2 separate regions of the Hordeum vulgare genome follow, and region 2 is linked to region 1. The links are chromatin contacts, called in public Hi-C maps. All regions are on one chromosome and are shown on one strand. Each heading gives the region's core, a stretch centred on a gene start, on an enhancer-like site or on the middle of the called end of the contact. The rest is flanking DNA. Distances are from core to core; before and after follow the strand shown.

What was found. Hi-C and Micro-C count contacts between places; a contact is called where the count stands out from the background.
Region 2: a contact with region 1 is called in a Hi-C map of seedling, with 2.3 times the contacts expected there. The contact joins the promoter of LOC123452648 here to the promoter of LOC123398783 in region 1. A contact is called at or near these places in 2 of 6 Hi-C or Micro-C datasets (leaf and seedling).

Annotation. Positions count from the first base shown.
Region 1 is chr5H:544,927,316-544,934,533 of MorexV3_pseudomolecules_assembly, forward strand. LOC123398783 reads left to right here and starts at 5,036. Exons shown (of 1, transcript XM_045093242.1): 1 at 5,036-6,516. The coding sequence starts at 5,198. The coding sequence ends at 6,349. LOC123398782 reads right to left here and starts at 4,985. Exons shown (of 2, transcript XM_045093241.1): 1 at 4,745-4,985; 2 at 1,745-2,943. The coding sequence starts at 4,781. The coding sequence ends at 2,150.
Region 2 is chr5H:545,062,461-545,069,395 of MorexV3_pseudomolecules_assembly, forward strand. LOC123452648 (type I inositol polyphosphate 5-phosphatase 4-like) reads left to right here and starts at 5,565. Exons shown (of 13, transcript XM_045129347.1): 1 at 5,565-6,270; 2 at 6,377-6,470. The coding sequence starts at 6,241.

The DNA.
Region 1 (7,218 bases), core at 3,786-6,285:
CTCTAAATCAAAATGAGCAACTAGTGCCATTATGATTCTGAAGGAATCCTTACAAGAGACTGGAGAAAAAGTCTCATTGTAATCTATTCCTTCTCTTTGCGTGAATCCTTTTGCCACAAGTCGGGATTTATACTTATCAACATTCCCATTAGAGTCATACTTCGTTTTGTATACCCATTTGCAGCCTACTGTCTTTGCTCCTTTAGGAATGATCTCTAAGTCCCAAACATTATTGGAACTCATCGATTTCATTCTCTAAGTCCCAAACATTATTGGAACTCATCGATTTCATCTCATCTTCCATTGCCTCTAGCCATTTTGGTGAGTGAGGGCTTTTAATGGCTTCTTCGTATGTGGTGGGATCACCATCCATATGAACCATTTCCGTGTTATAGACTTTATAATCAGTAGAAATAGCAGGTCTTCTTGTTCTATCAGACCTTCTAAGTGCCTCATTGTCTGGCACACTTTTTACTTTTTCTTGCTGCAATTCCCTTGTATGATCAACAACGGGTTCGGTCGGCTCCTGAAGGACAGGTTCTGGGTCTTCTTCCATAGTTGTCATCGTTGGAGTCATAGCTGGTAGCGAGAAAAATGGCTCTTGAATCATCGGAATGGGTGCATGCACCCTTTTCTCCTCAAGATCAATTTTTCGAGCTACCATGCTCCCCCTCATCATTTGTCTTCTAAGAAGACAGCATGTCTCGTTTCTACAAACTTTGTGAATCTGTCTGGACAGTAGAAACGAAAACCTTTTGATCTATCAGGGTAGCCAATGAAATGGCAACTCACTGTCTTTGGATCTAACTTTCCAATGTTTGGATTAAACATTTTGGCCTCAGCTGGACATCCCCACACTCTGAAGTGTTGCAGGGATGCCACTCTTCCTGTCCACAGCTCGTGCGGTGTTTTGGGCACCGACTTGCTTGGTACTCTGTTGAGAATGTGAATGGCGGTTTTAAGCGCTTCCATCCACAATCCCAATGGCATGTCGGAGTAGCTCATCATGTCGCGCACCATATCCATGAGGGTACGGTTGCGCCTTTCAGCTACTCCATTTTGCTGAGGCTCGCCCGACATTGAATACTGGGTGACAATGCCAGTCTCCTGCAAGAACTTTGCAAAAGGTCCAGGGACTTGGCCATATGGTGTGTGTCGACCGTAGTACTCCCCCCACGGTTGGACCTCACAATCTTAATCTTTTTGTCAAGCTGATTTTCAACTTCAGCTTTGAATATCTTGAATTTATCCAATGCCTCATTTCTTTCTTTGATTGGATAAATGTAACCGAAGCGGGAGTAATCGTCTGTGAATGTTATGAATGAATCATAACCATCCACACTTTTCATAGGAAACGGTCCACAAATATCAGTGTGGATTATTTCCAGTGTTCCCGTGCTTCGGTTTGCACCTTTCTTTATCTGTTTTACATATTTTCCTTTAATGCAATCTACGCATTGCTCTAAGTCAGAGTACTCCAATTTTGGAAGAATTTCGCTTTTGATTAACCTTTCTATTCTCCCCCTGGAAATATGGCCCAATCGACAGTGCCATAGTTTTGAGGAGTTGTGAGTTCTCTTTCTTTTCTTTTGCTCGTTGTTCGACGAAGAACTTGGCACATTCACATTATTTGCATAATTCACTTTATCATGAATTGATAACAAATAAAGCTTATCATGAAGAAAGGCATTGCCTACATAATCATTATTGTATCACACGGTACATTTACCATGTCCAAAAACACATTGATAATTGTCTTTGTCTAAGCACGACACACTTATTAAGTTCCTATTACATGAAGGCACAAAAAGAACATCACTAAGCAGAAGCGTGAATCCTTCGGTTAGCTCCAAGGAGACGTCACCTACAGCTTCAACTTCTGCTTGGACACCATTCGCGACTTCAATACTTCTTTCGTTTTGGCACATGATCCTCGTCGAACTGAAACCCTGTAAAGAGTTTGCAACATGAACAGTTGCACCTGAGTGAATCCACTAAGTAGATTTTGAAAACTTTACATACAGAGATTCATTTACTAAGGAAACAATAAAGTTACTTCTCTTTGCCATGAAGACCTTTAGCCAGGCAGCACAGTCCTTCTTGTAGTGCCCGGTTTTCTTGTAGTACATACAAGTGTCCTTGTCTACTGTTATTGGCTTTGGCTGATAATAGACGGGAGCCTTGCCTTGGAGCTTGTTCTGTGGTTGGAGGGAGAATTCAGATTAGGTGGGAAAACCTTTTTCTTTTCCTTCACATAGTTAAGGGAGACACCATGTGAAGCCTTAATCCTCTCCTCCTCTTGTGAGCACATTGCGATGACCTTTTCAATATCCCAAGTCTCGGGCTGCATGTTGTAGTTGACTACAAAGGTCTCGAACTCCTTAGGCAACGAAGCCATGACCAGGTGGACGAGGAGAGTTGGCTTAATCTCCAAGTCCGCGTCCATCGGCTTAAGCTTGGCTGCGGTGTTGCTCATCCTGAGGATGTGCTCCCTTATGCCATGCCCACCTCCATTATAGCTCTCTGTCACCAGTTGTTTGATCAAGTGGGTGGCATAGGTCTTAGAAGAGCCACTAAACTGACTCTTTATCTTGTTGAGCATCTCCTTTGCGGTAGGGCACTCTGCTACCGAGCCCAAGATAGTGGTCTCAATAGTGTTCTTAATAAACGCCAAACATTTCTTGTTGGCATTTATCCATAACCTATTACGTATAGAGTAGGACATGTCCTCTTTGCCACAATCCCATTGCTTTTTCTCCCAGCTTTCATCATCCTCGTCAGCATCTCTGACTGGTTCTGTTGGTGCAACTGGTTGTGGTTCCTCCAGAACCCAGTCCACCTCAGTAATGCACAAAGCCATATCAACCTTCTTTCTCCACTCAGAGTAATTATTCCCTCTAAGCGTGGGAACATCCTTGAGGCAGCTCATCAGATGAAAACCACCTACAATCACCAAATGAACGAAATCAGTATGACAATTATATGCATTAAATAACGTTGGTTAAAATAATCATACAATTGTCCATGCAAATAAATCCACATTACCATTGGGCAAATGATAGAAATAAAAGCATCCTTTGGCAATATGCAACATGACCATGTCATTAATCAACGTCGGTCAGAATAATAGCATGACCATATTCCATATTGCATATAGCAGCGGAAAGCGTGAAATAAAAAATCATATGCCATTTTAACTTTGCAGAAAATTAATTCTGTTATTTAAAATAAAATTCGTGAACTTTATAACTCAGTTAATAAAGATCACTTATTTTTCCTTCTCTGAAAAACTATTTTATTCTCAGAAATCTTTTTTACTTTTCTTTTCAGAAAAATAAAATAACAATTCTGTCATAATTGACAGAAATTTGAACATTTTCTAATCATGTTTTCATAGGAAATTTTTTTCCTAGAAAAAACTTTTTAAATATGCCTAAAGACAGAACCTGAAAATCCTTTAAATAAAGGAAAATGGCCGAGGCCTCTTTCTCCCTTGGGCCGGCTTCGGCCTGGCGCCTCCTCCCGCCGGCCCGCTCGGTTCGGCCTGGGGCCACCTGCCGCGGCACGACGCTGCTCACTGTAGGCGGGCCGGCCTTCAGCCATGGCCTGGCAGGCCCAACTGGCCCGACACTGCCTAGGGTTAGCACAAGGGGGGATCCCAGCCGTCCAGATGGATCCGACGGTCCCCCGTGCTCCTCGCTATGAACAAAAGGGGTGAACCCGGCTAGAGGGAGAAACCCTAAGGCATTTCCCCCCAGCCCGCCGCTCTCCCTCTCGGATATCTCGTCCCCGTCGCCCTGGCCTACCGAGCACGTCGCCCACCCCGCTCGCGAGATGAGCCGCAGCTCCGGTCGCCGGTGTCGGCAACGAGAGCGGCCGCGCATCTCGCGCTCGCCCTTCTTGCCTGCTCGCCTCGGCCTCTTTCTCTCCTGCGGAATCTCGCCCCACGCGCTCTCTCCTCTGGCCGTGGCGGTTGCGAGGTGGAGGTGGCCGCCGGCCGTGGCGACCATGGGTCCCGTGCCGCGCGTGCTTTGCACTCCACCCCCTTCCCATGGCGGTTCCTTGAGTGACGTGGTGGCCGAGGCCTTTCTTTCTCCTGAGTCCGCCCCCTATTACTGCTTGCCGGGGTCGTGGCCTTCCCCTCGTCGGCTGCGCACACACCTTGCGATGGGTGCGCCGCCGTCGAGCGGTCCGCTGCGGCCCCTTCGTTTTCCTTTTCTTGTCTCAAGAGAGAGAGTGACGGCATGACCGGGGCGGAAAGCATCTTTATTGCCACCCCCCTCGCCTGTGGCGCATCCGCCTTGCGGCGGACGCGCCGCCGTCGAGGGATTTGGTGATGAAGTCCTATGCCCCCGTGGGAATCCTTGTTTTTCTTTGCATGTTCCTCTCTCCCTTTCTTTTTTCTTTTCTTTTTCGGATTCGATCCGATTTCCTTCTTTTCGATTTCGTGTTGGATTTTGATCCGAACTTTGCCTCCGAGGAGGTAGGTATTTCCCCACACCTCGGCTTGCTGATGCGTGTGGGGATCGAGAGGAACAGGCGCGGCCTTGCGGCGGCGCTTCTTTCCTGACGAGGCCCAATACCATCTTCGGTGCTTGCCCATCTAGGGTTCATGTGGGGAGGGAAATTTTCCTCTTTGGTTTCTTTCACCGAAACACATCTTAACCTAGTGGCTCAAGATACCATTGATAGATCCTACGGATCGACTACGGTAGATGGGTCACGGTAGATCACATGTAATTACCTTGTCCGGAGCCGGATGAGCCCGCACCGTTCTTCATCGGTCTGGTGGCGACGACGGTGATGGAGAAAGGAGGTTAGGCGTGGGTGAAGCTTCCCGTAAACACCGTGCTTAACCTAGATCGGATAGGTATGTCGGTAGGGGTGTGACGACGACGAATCTTGTAGTTCGTGCCCGACACCTCCACCGTCATTTATATAACGCGGGTCACAGAGGCCCACCAACCATAATGGGTTGGGCGCCTCCGATCAAGACGCATAGATCAAGGCCCGGTGGACCGTTGAGCCCAGAGATCAAACCTAACAGTATCGACCTGGGACGAAGAAAAGTAGACCAAACCAGAAACCACATCGCATACGAACACGACTCTAAACCACCCCATACCCAGCCCGAAGCTACGTTTCCGCGACAATAAACGGCGGCAGTCCATCGATTGCTGGACTACCGAACCGAACCATGATCCCATCCATGCGCCGCGCAAAGCGGCCGCGGCCCCTTGGCGATCTCCCACGAAACTGGGCGGACCTCGGGGACGGGCCGGCCGGCCTGATCGCCGAGCTCGCCCTCGCCAACGACGTGGCCGACTACGTCCGCTTCCGGGCCGTGTGCCGGCCGTGGCGCCGGTGCTCGCCGGACCCGTGCGCCGGCGGCCTGAACTATCGCTTCCTCCCCCGCCGGTGGATAATGATCGACAAGGCTGTTGCCGGGCCTCGCCGCCATCGCTTCCTCAACGTATCCACCGGCGAGCGCATCCATATGGACATATTGGAGTTTGCCCAGCACAAGCTGCTCGCGCTCACCCCGGAAGGCCTCCTGCTGCTGCTCCACGAGCCCACCCTGGCCGCCCGCCTGCTCAACCCGCTCACGCGCCAGCTCACCGATCTCCCGCCGGCGACCGCGCTCTTCACACCAGAGCAGCATCGACATAGGGCCTTAGGTTTCAAGACGGAGCTTGATGTGACCGGCGTTGGCCTTTTTGTGGCGGCGGCAACGGCAGACGCGTCCACGGTGTCGGTGGCGATCAGCTTCTGCCGTCCCAGGGTGATCGCCGTCGCCAAGCCCGGCGACGAGAGCTGGACCGTCGTCGAGTACGACGAGCACATGGATTCGGCCCTGCCTTTTGCGGGCCGCTTCTACTGCGCCACCTGGAAGGGCGTCATGGTGCTGGACATGGGCTCAGATGAGCAGCCGCCACGGCTCCAGATGGTCGCCGACAGGAGGGAGGCCTTCTTCTTCGTCCATATGTCGGAGAGCCTCCACCTGGTGGACAACGGCGGGGAGCTGATGCTGGTGCACCGGAGGATGCGGCGCAACCACTACGTTGAGTTTCACAGGCAGTACGATGCCTACAAGGTGGATCTGGAAGCCGGGGCCCTGGTCCGGGCCAAGGGCTTCAACGGGCGCGCCGTGTTCATCGGCATGCACCGCGCGATTTCCGTGTCAGCTCAGGCCACCTTTCTCTCTGTCAAAGCCGATACGGTTTACAAATGTGGCGTGCGGACGGAGGCGTACAATATCGCAGATGGAAGCAGATGCGGCCGGATCACGGATGCCGAGGTCAACTTTCTAGCCCACTGCATCCAGGGCGTCGGCAAGCAACTTGCCTGAGCAAAGTCAACTTTTCTTTTCTACCAGATGTGTGATGTCCTTTCATCATACATAATAAAGTAGCAAAATAGTATGTTCTGTAATACCCCTTCCGTCGAGTGCGGACGTTTGGAGCTCGGCCTCCATGGAGGCCGAAATTTTTAAATAATTCAAAATTCAAATTTTTTGGTTTCAAAAAAATCTGAAAAAAATATGGAAGTAAAGAAGGATGTTATGCGTATGTGTGCAAAAATTTAGGATGAAATACCTTGAAATACGATCTGCACAAAAAAGACAAATTCATGACCTGAAATGATGAATAGTGTCATGTGTAAAAAAGCCTCAGATTTGTCTTTTTTGCACAGCCCTCATTTCAATGTATTTTTTTCTGAAAATTTACACACATGTGTGTTACGCCTTCACTTATCCCTGTATTTTTTTTCATAATTTTTTGAAATGTAAAAATATGAATTTTCATGAAATTTGAATTTCAAATTTAAAGGCCACCATGGAGCTCGGCCACCAAAAGCAATTTCCGCCCTTCCGTCCCATAATATAAAAGAGCATACATAAAGTGAGTATACATGTATATAAATTTAAGTCAATTACATCGATGGTTATAGAACTTGGCCTAAACGATCACTTTAGTGCTAGAGGCTTTCGTATATATGGAACTGGTAGAAAAGCTTGATTTTGGGTATGCAAATACGGTACTAAGCACGTTTGTTCGCGTAAACGCGACGGTTTGCATAGAATTGTCATGCATTATGTCTTTTAGCAGAACGTGCTCATGGCCTAAAACAGACTTTAGTTAGTGTGGCCCATTTTCAACCTGTTAGCCTTTTCAAAATTTTATTAAACATTTGAGTTATGATTTCAAGTAATATACA
Region 2 (6,935 bases), core at 4,315-6,814, 140 kb after region 1:
ATGTTCGCACTTAAACATATTAATCTAATATCATGTATAAGGCACTAGCCAACCCTATTATATAAACTTTCCTTGTAGGAATTTGGTGAAACGATGGAGCAAGTGGTTTTTCATATGTCAAACAATTTCATTTATGTACTGGCCCAATATCACGTAAAACTAACCTATCAACGTAGTATAAAAGTGACCAGTGGAGCAAACAACAATCAAATAAATAATTTGTACCAACATAAACTTAATCTGGGTAAATTTGTAGTAATCTAAAATCACATACAAACGATGGTCCGTGTCACACTTAAATCTATCAATATCCAAAAAGTCATGTGTTATGCAATAAAGGGGGTAGATAGGTGTATATAAGATAAATGTATATATTTAACACTTCTAATGCACTAAAAATGATGTCATCGCATTTGCAAGGGCCACCGTGCTAGTTCTATAGAAATGGAGCAAGGGGAAACCCTTCATTCAAAAAATAAAAAAGCATCTCCTCTCAACATGCGACCTCTCGCCGGCCATGTGCACGGCGGCGTGGGGCGGCGGCCGGCCGGTGGCAGGATAGGAAAACATTCGCCGAGCACGGGGGCAGGCGCGAGGGGCACACCGCGCACGGTCCGCGAGGCCGGCCACGGCCAGTCGCCCCCGCCCCCGCGACGCGAATAGAAAAGCCAGCACGGCAGGCCACCACGCCCCTGCCCCTCTCCCTTTGAACGGAGCCGGAGAAGCTAGCTAGCCAGCAAAGCTAAGCGAATCCAGGATTCTACCACCGCCGCCTGCACGCCTTTCCCAAAAGCCGTGGCGGGTAATGATCAATGGTCAATCCATCCGAACGTGCATCATTGATGCTTGCTTGCTTGCCTCCTCGCTTACCACTGCTCAGCATGCATGTACAGGCCACAGCACAGCAGCACAACACCATGATCGATCGGCCAAGGCGAACTGCTCCGTCCATCTTTTTCTGACCAGTTTGCCAGCCAACTGCCTCTGCCAAGGAGCACTCATTCGCGTCCCAACTCGACGGAAACAACTGGCTAGTTTTCTTCTCGATCGCTGGCATGGCATGAGGGATAATCCAGAGTCCAAGGGAAGCACAAGTGGATCCTAGGTTTCCTCAAGACGCATAGTAGTAGTAGTAGTAGTAGTAAAATTAGGCAGCGCGATTACAGATCGAAGCGTGGCACGTACGCACGGGACCAGCCATTGGCATGCATGGAAGAACAGAACGGCCGGAGACGCATGATACGTACGGGGACCAGCCATGCATGAACTGCGCCTCAAAGCAAGATCCTATGCTGCCCTGGCCAGTGTGCAGCGCCATGGATCGGAGAGTAATTAAACTAAGCTAGTTGTTGCTTTGGGAACTAAGCAGATAGGGTTAGGAAGGAAGCAAACAGAATGATCCTTCCTTGGAGTAGGGCGAGCGGCGCGCGGACCCATCGGCGAAGCTGCCGCGGATGGCCGGGGCAGGGCAGGGGTCTAGATCGGAACGACGGGGGCTCCATGGCTGTCTCACAGACAGATGCATGCCTGCCCGCGCCCATCATGCACCCACCATGTAATCCTACCCATAAGCAACGCATGTTTACTCGTGCATGCATCATCCATCATGTGGGTTATGTGCATTCCTGATCGACATGATCTACCATGTTGCTGGGTTACCTAGCCAGCTTAATTACTGCTGCTACCCGGTGATCATATCGGCATATGGAACGAGGGGTTCGGGTGCGTCACACATGCATCATCTGCGGCAGCGGCAATGAGTCGGAGACGGCCACTGTTAGAAAAAATTGGCTAGCTCGATGGCATTGACGTTGTGGCTAACATTTTCACCTTTTTCTCAAACTAGCGACTGCGAAATAATTATCAAAAATTCCACACTAGTTAAGAATGGTACGTTCGTGACATCGCAATTGATGCAAGTACAGAATGTTGAGGGGATATTTGATCGGATGACACTATCAACACGGCGATGTCAAATAGTAACAATATTAGTCTTCTTTGTTACTTTTTTTTTGCCTTTTCCGTCCGTATAATTAAAGATCGTACGTTCGGGGGGTTGCTCTTCGGAAAAACCTGTAGGTATTGCCGTTTCGGATATGGGTGTGAAAGCCATGCTGACGGCCTGACGCGACACATCATATGTAGATGGCAGGACGGACGTGCCTTGCATGTATATATAGGTCTGGAATGGGAGATACTAATATGTACGCAGGCTAGGCTAGCTGCTCCTCGAGCATGCATGGCTAGTTAGCTATAGCTGTGTCCTAGTATGATCCTACCCCCCAAAGACTGATCGTGTAATCAAAGCTGCTCGACCGATCATCCATGCTTTCCATTCCTAGCTATCTATCCGATCACTATTGCGGATGCACTCGTACGTATTGTACCACGTACCTACCCGAATTAAACAGCGGGAAAGTTGTAGATGCACGTGTACGTACGCTTCTCCGTTCACTTGCATGCGGCGCCTGGCCGGGTAAAACAACAAACCTCTAAATTTTTGGTGCAACTCGATCGTGTGGTCTTCATGGTGTCATCTCATCTGCATGCTTGGCGCATGCCTGTACGCTTCAGGCTGTACGTGTCGACTAACGGGGAAGTAGCAGTAACCGATGGCTGCCCCTGAAACAGTAATCGCGTGACCGCACACGTGCATTTCTACACGATCAGGCATGCATGCACTCGCACGGTTCAGTCCAATTTTGTGGCGCCATATGCATGGCGTGGCTTCGAATTTTTTGGGTGGCCGTGCATGCATGCACTGGTTCGCATGTAGGCTACGTGAAGACAAACGTGAAAAGACTAAGCTCGACGTGGGAGTACTCAAACTCACGCTCACACATGCATTCTACCTATCGATTCTACCGGACACGTAGACCCATAATTCAGCCCGGGTTGCATTGCATGCATGCATGCAAAGGAGCGATCCATCGACGCCGTGCCCATAGTCCAAGGCCGCTACTACAGTACTTGCTTTGCCTCAATAGAAGCAAATTTTAAATACTATCCTATCAAAAAAAGAGTACTGCAGGCACGAAAATGCATGCTGACCCGCACCCTTTTTTGTGTCTAGCCATGTCGATATCAACCCCAGCGTGACCAGTCCACCAAAGATATTGTTTGGATCGAGTCGTCGATACGATACTATATGTCGATCTCGATCTCACTACCAATATCTAGCTTTTCGTGTGCATGTGTCCGAGAGATTTGATCTGCCTAGTTTGGAAAGGTCACTGTACGTCTCTTGCTACCATATCGTTCACAAATTAAATGAACGGTGGCAGCATGTTCAGTTCAAGTGCACTCTTGGTTGGCCGGATTATTCTCCCGTTACTCGAAGGAATCATGGGGACTTTTCATGTTTCGGGCTGGCAAAGAAATTTCGGAGAAAAAACCTCTCATGAGACTTTATCGATCCAACCCGAACCCGTTCAGACCTGAAACCATCCGTCGTTATGAATTGATAATTTATTTCAGATCTTTTTACTGCGTACTCACTGCATAAAGAAATTTTGTACTACGTATTCCCTTCATCTTCTAGGCACATTTGTATTAAATATAAACATTCTTAATTTTTTTATACCAAGAATTTACACGATAACCCTACAGGCTGCTTTTGGTTCTGGTTGGGTCATTTTTTCTTTCTTTCATCCGGGAGCAGCCAGCCACGTAAATGAGGCAGGATGTCGTTGTCACGAAATCATTTTGGAAAGACAATGCAGCCATGGCATGCAAGCAATGCACACGTACGCACGCGCACGCATGCACCCATTCATCGGTGGTTTGCGTGCGAGGAGCCCCCATCGTCGATCGACCAAAGACCGATACAACCTGAGAATGATAGACGGTCAGGACGGAGAACACGACGCTGCAACATGTATGCACACGGTCGCGCGCCATGCATCCAGGGAAGTGCGTGCCAGAAGAAGAATGGTAGTATGGATAGCAACAGCCTTGTCGGCGTCAGGGTGTGTGACGCACGCGTGTGTGGCCTGTGCGGCTGTGGCACCACCGGCGGAGGCGTCGATCGAGGGAGAAAACCAAACGGAAGCGGCGGGTACACGCACGCACATACCGACGCGACAAGGAAAAACACCACGCTCAGGGCCGGGGCCGCAGGGCAGGAGCCAGCAGAGCCCACGAGCCGGGGTTCCTTTCTCTTCGGCCAGCTTAGCTAGTGTGCGCCACGTAAACCCAACCCCTGAAATCTTTGCATATTTGCGCAGAGGAAACCATACGTGGCTTTCATTTCTGGGTGTGCGTAGACGCATGCATGCACGCACCGGTTTGCAAGTACCTCTGTGAATAGCCCGCAATAATAATAATAATAATAATAAAACCCCTTTGTGAATACAAACGTACGGGCAAATACCAAGCTTTTTGTTCTTGTAGAGAAAAGGTTGATACCATGGGACATGCACGCTATCGAACACGTAGACCCATAAAGCCGGGGTCGCATGCATGCAAAGCAGCTATCCGTCCATATCCATGGACACCATGCCCGACGTCTAATACCAAGCTCGCTCGCCCGCCCGCTTGCTTCAGTAAAAGCAAAGTTCAAACAGCTGCTTCCACGAAGTGTGTGCTGATTCTGTAGTACTTCTAGTACCTTTTATCGTGCGCAAGCGCAACCCTGCCGATCTCATCTCGGCGCCACTGTGCCAGGTCCGACCGAGGCATTGTTCAGGGGTAACCTTTTGTGCGCATGCGTCCAAGGTTTGGTCACAGCCTGCTTTGAAAGCCACCGTACGTCTCTTGCTAATCAACGGTGCAAAATGTTCTCCCGTTACTAGAAGTAAGTAGGAAATCAACGAGACGGTACCTTTCACCTTTGAGGGTCGTGAGGAAAACCCAGAGAAAAACCCGGTCAGTAAAACTTGCCCGTTCAGACCGTGCGTCGATCGTGTTGGGAGGAGGTGATGAAACCTAGCTCTTAACAGCGTTGATCGATGGATGGATGTAATAAACCGAGGAGTTTTTAGTTTTTACACGAGAAGTTGCGCCAAAAAAAAAAATGGAAGCACCGGCACGCGCACGTGCGCGGCGCGTCCACGGCGAGAAAGTGTGCGAGGGAGAAGAACGGTTCCCTCCCTCGGCGCGAGAAGCACGGAGCAGTAAAAACTCTGGTGCCGGGCCCGTGCGCCACGTGGGTCCCGCCCGTCATCGCCAGCGGGAGAGGACACGGCCAGAGAAATGGAAACTGGCACGTGCAGACGCGCACCCGTCCGCCTGCCTCACTGACGGTGGGGTACAGACGCGCTCCCCATCCGGCAATTGTGCATCAAACGAAATCACCGTTTTCGTTTTGGGAAAGACATGACCCGCGGTATATGGCATGTCACCAATGCCCACGCACCCACGGCTAGCCTACGTTGCACCGCCCAGCTGCCATCTCCTTCCCTTCCCCCCCTCCCGTGCTGGCCGTGCATGCCCACCTTTTCCTCCTCCCGAGTCCCGAGCCCGATTGCAGCACAGTAGATTATATAAGCTCGGCATTAGCAGGAGCACTAACGCAGAGCAGAGGGGGAGGAGAGAGGGAGAGGATAAAAGGGAGGGCTCCAGCGAGCGAAAGCAGACGAGGGTGATCAGGAAGCCCGCAGTCTCTGGCCCTCGCCCTCGCCCTCGCCGCAACCGGACACGCCATTTTCTTTCTTTTCCTCGGCTTTTCTGCTGGCTGCTTGTGTGTTGCACACCGACCACTACCAGTACGCCCGCCTCGCCGCATACATACAAGCCTCGCCCTCGCCCTCGCCCGCAGCACCACTCTAGACCCAACTCCCAGCACCACTAGCCTTCACTTCAGTAACGCCCCCGGCCACGAGCCTCCCTCCAGTGTGATTCGGTTCAGGGCATACCCAAACCCAAGCAAGCTCGCCGTCGCCGGTTCAACCGGCATTGCTTCCTCGGTTCCGCTGGGTGGGCGGTTCTTGGCCGTGGTTGAGCAGGATTCGCGCGTCATCCCCGGCAGCGGCAGGCCAGATTGGCGGCGGCGGCGCTCGATTTGGTCCGAGATTTGGGGGGCTTGCCCTGTTCGGGGTCCGGGATTCCGTGGAACCCAGAGGCAAATCGGCCCCTTCCAGATTTGGAGAGCTTTTCTTGCGCGGCCACACCTTCCATAGCAGAGCACAGAGGGGAGAGGAGAGGGGAAGATAGAGTCGGGGGCGGCGTCAGTCCGGCGTGGATAAATTCGGTCCTGCTGCTCCAGGTTCAGCGCCCTCTCCGCCTTGCTATGAGACAGCAATGAGGGAGGAGATCAACAAGAAGAGCAAGGTGCGTGCGTGCCTGCCTGCCCGCTCCAATCTGGGCCCCGAGCTGCGATTCATGTTCTCGCCGCCGTCGGTCGGTTTCGGTGGCTGATTCGTCTCTCAACGCGCAGGTCTCCTGGTCCAAATCCCTCGTCAGGAAGTGGTTCAACATCAAGGGCAAGGCGCAGGACTTCCACGCGGATTACGACGCCGCCACCCAGCAAGGTAAACATCCCCCCTTTCACCCAAGGATTTGGTTCATTTTTCCTATTCAAGGATTTATTGCGATAGCCTTTTGGATTTAAAAGTTCTAGCAGAATTAATCAAGGGTGCAGTACAGGCTAGCTCCAGGCACCTAGGAGTACTATACTTTTCTTGCATTGCGTTGCTTCCGTCGAGCTGGTTGCTCATCCGCTGCCGTGTGGTCTAGGGAGGTTCCCCTTTGTTGAATGCGGTTTCACATTCCCATCATCACCATCATCATCATCTTGCTCGTGCCTGTGATTTCTCACTTCCGTCGGACGTTTCCGGTCCATGTTCCAAGCATTGATTCAGAGACGCATTACCACCAGTCGGGTCCCCATCCAACAGAGTTTAGTTTTCTTCACATAGGACGCGGCCTCCTCCAAGCCTCAGTTCTTCCCTCGTCCGAAATCAATGGTGTCCAAGTACTTAGAACGTCCCAATCAA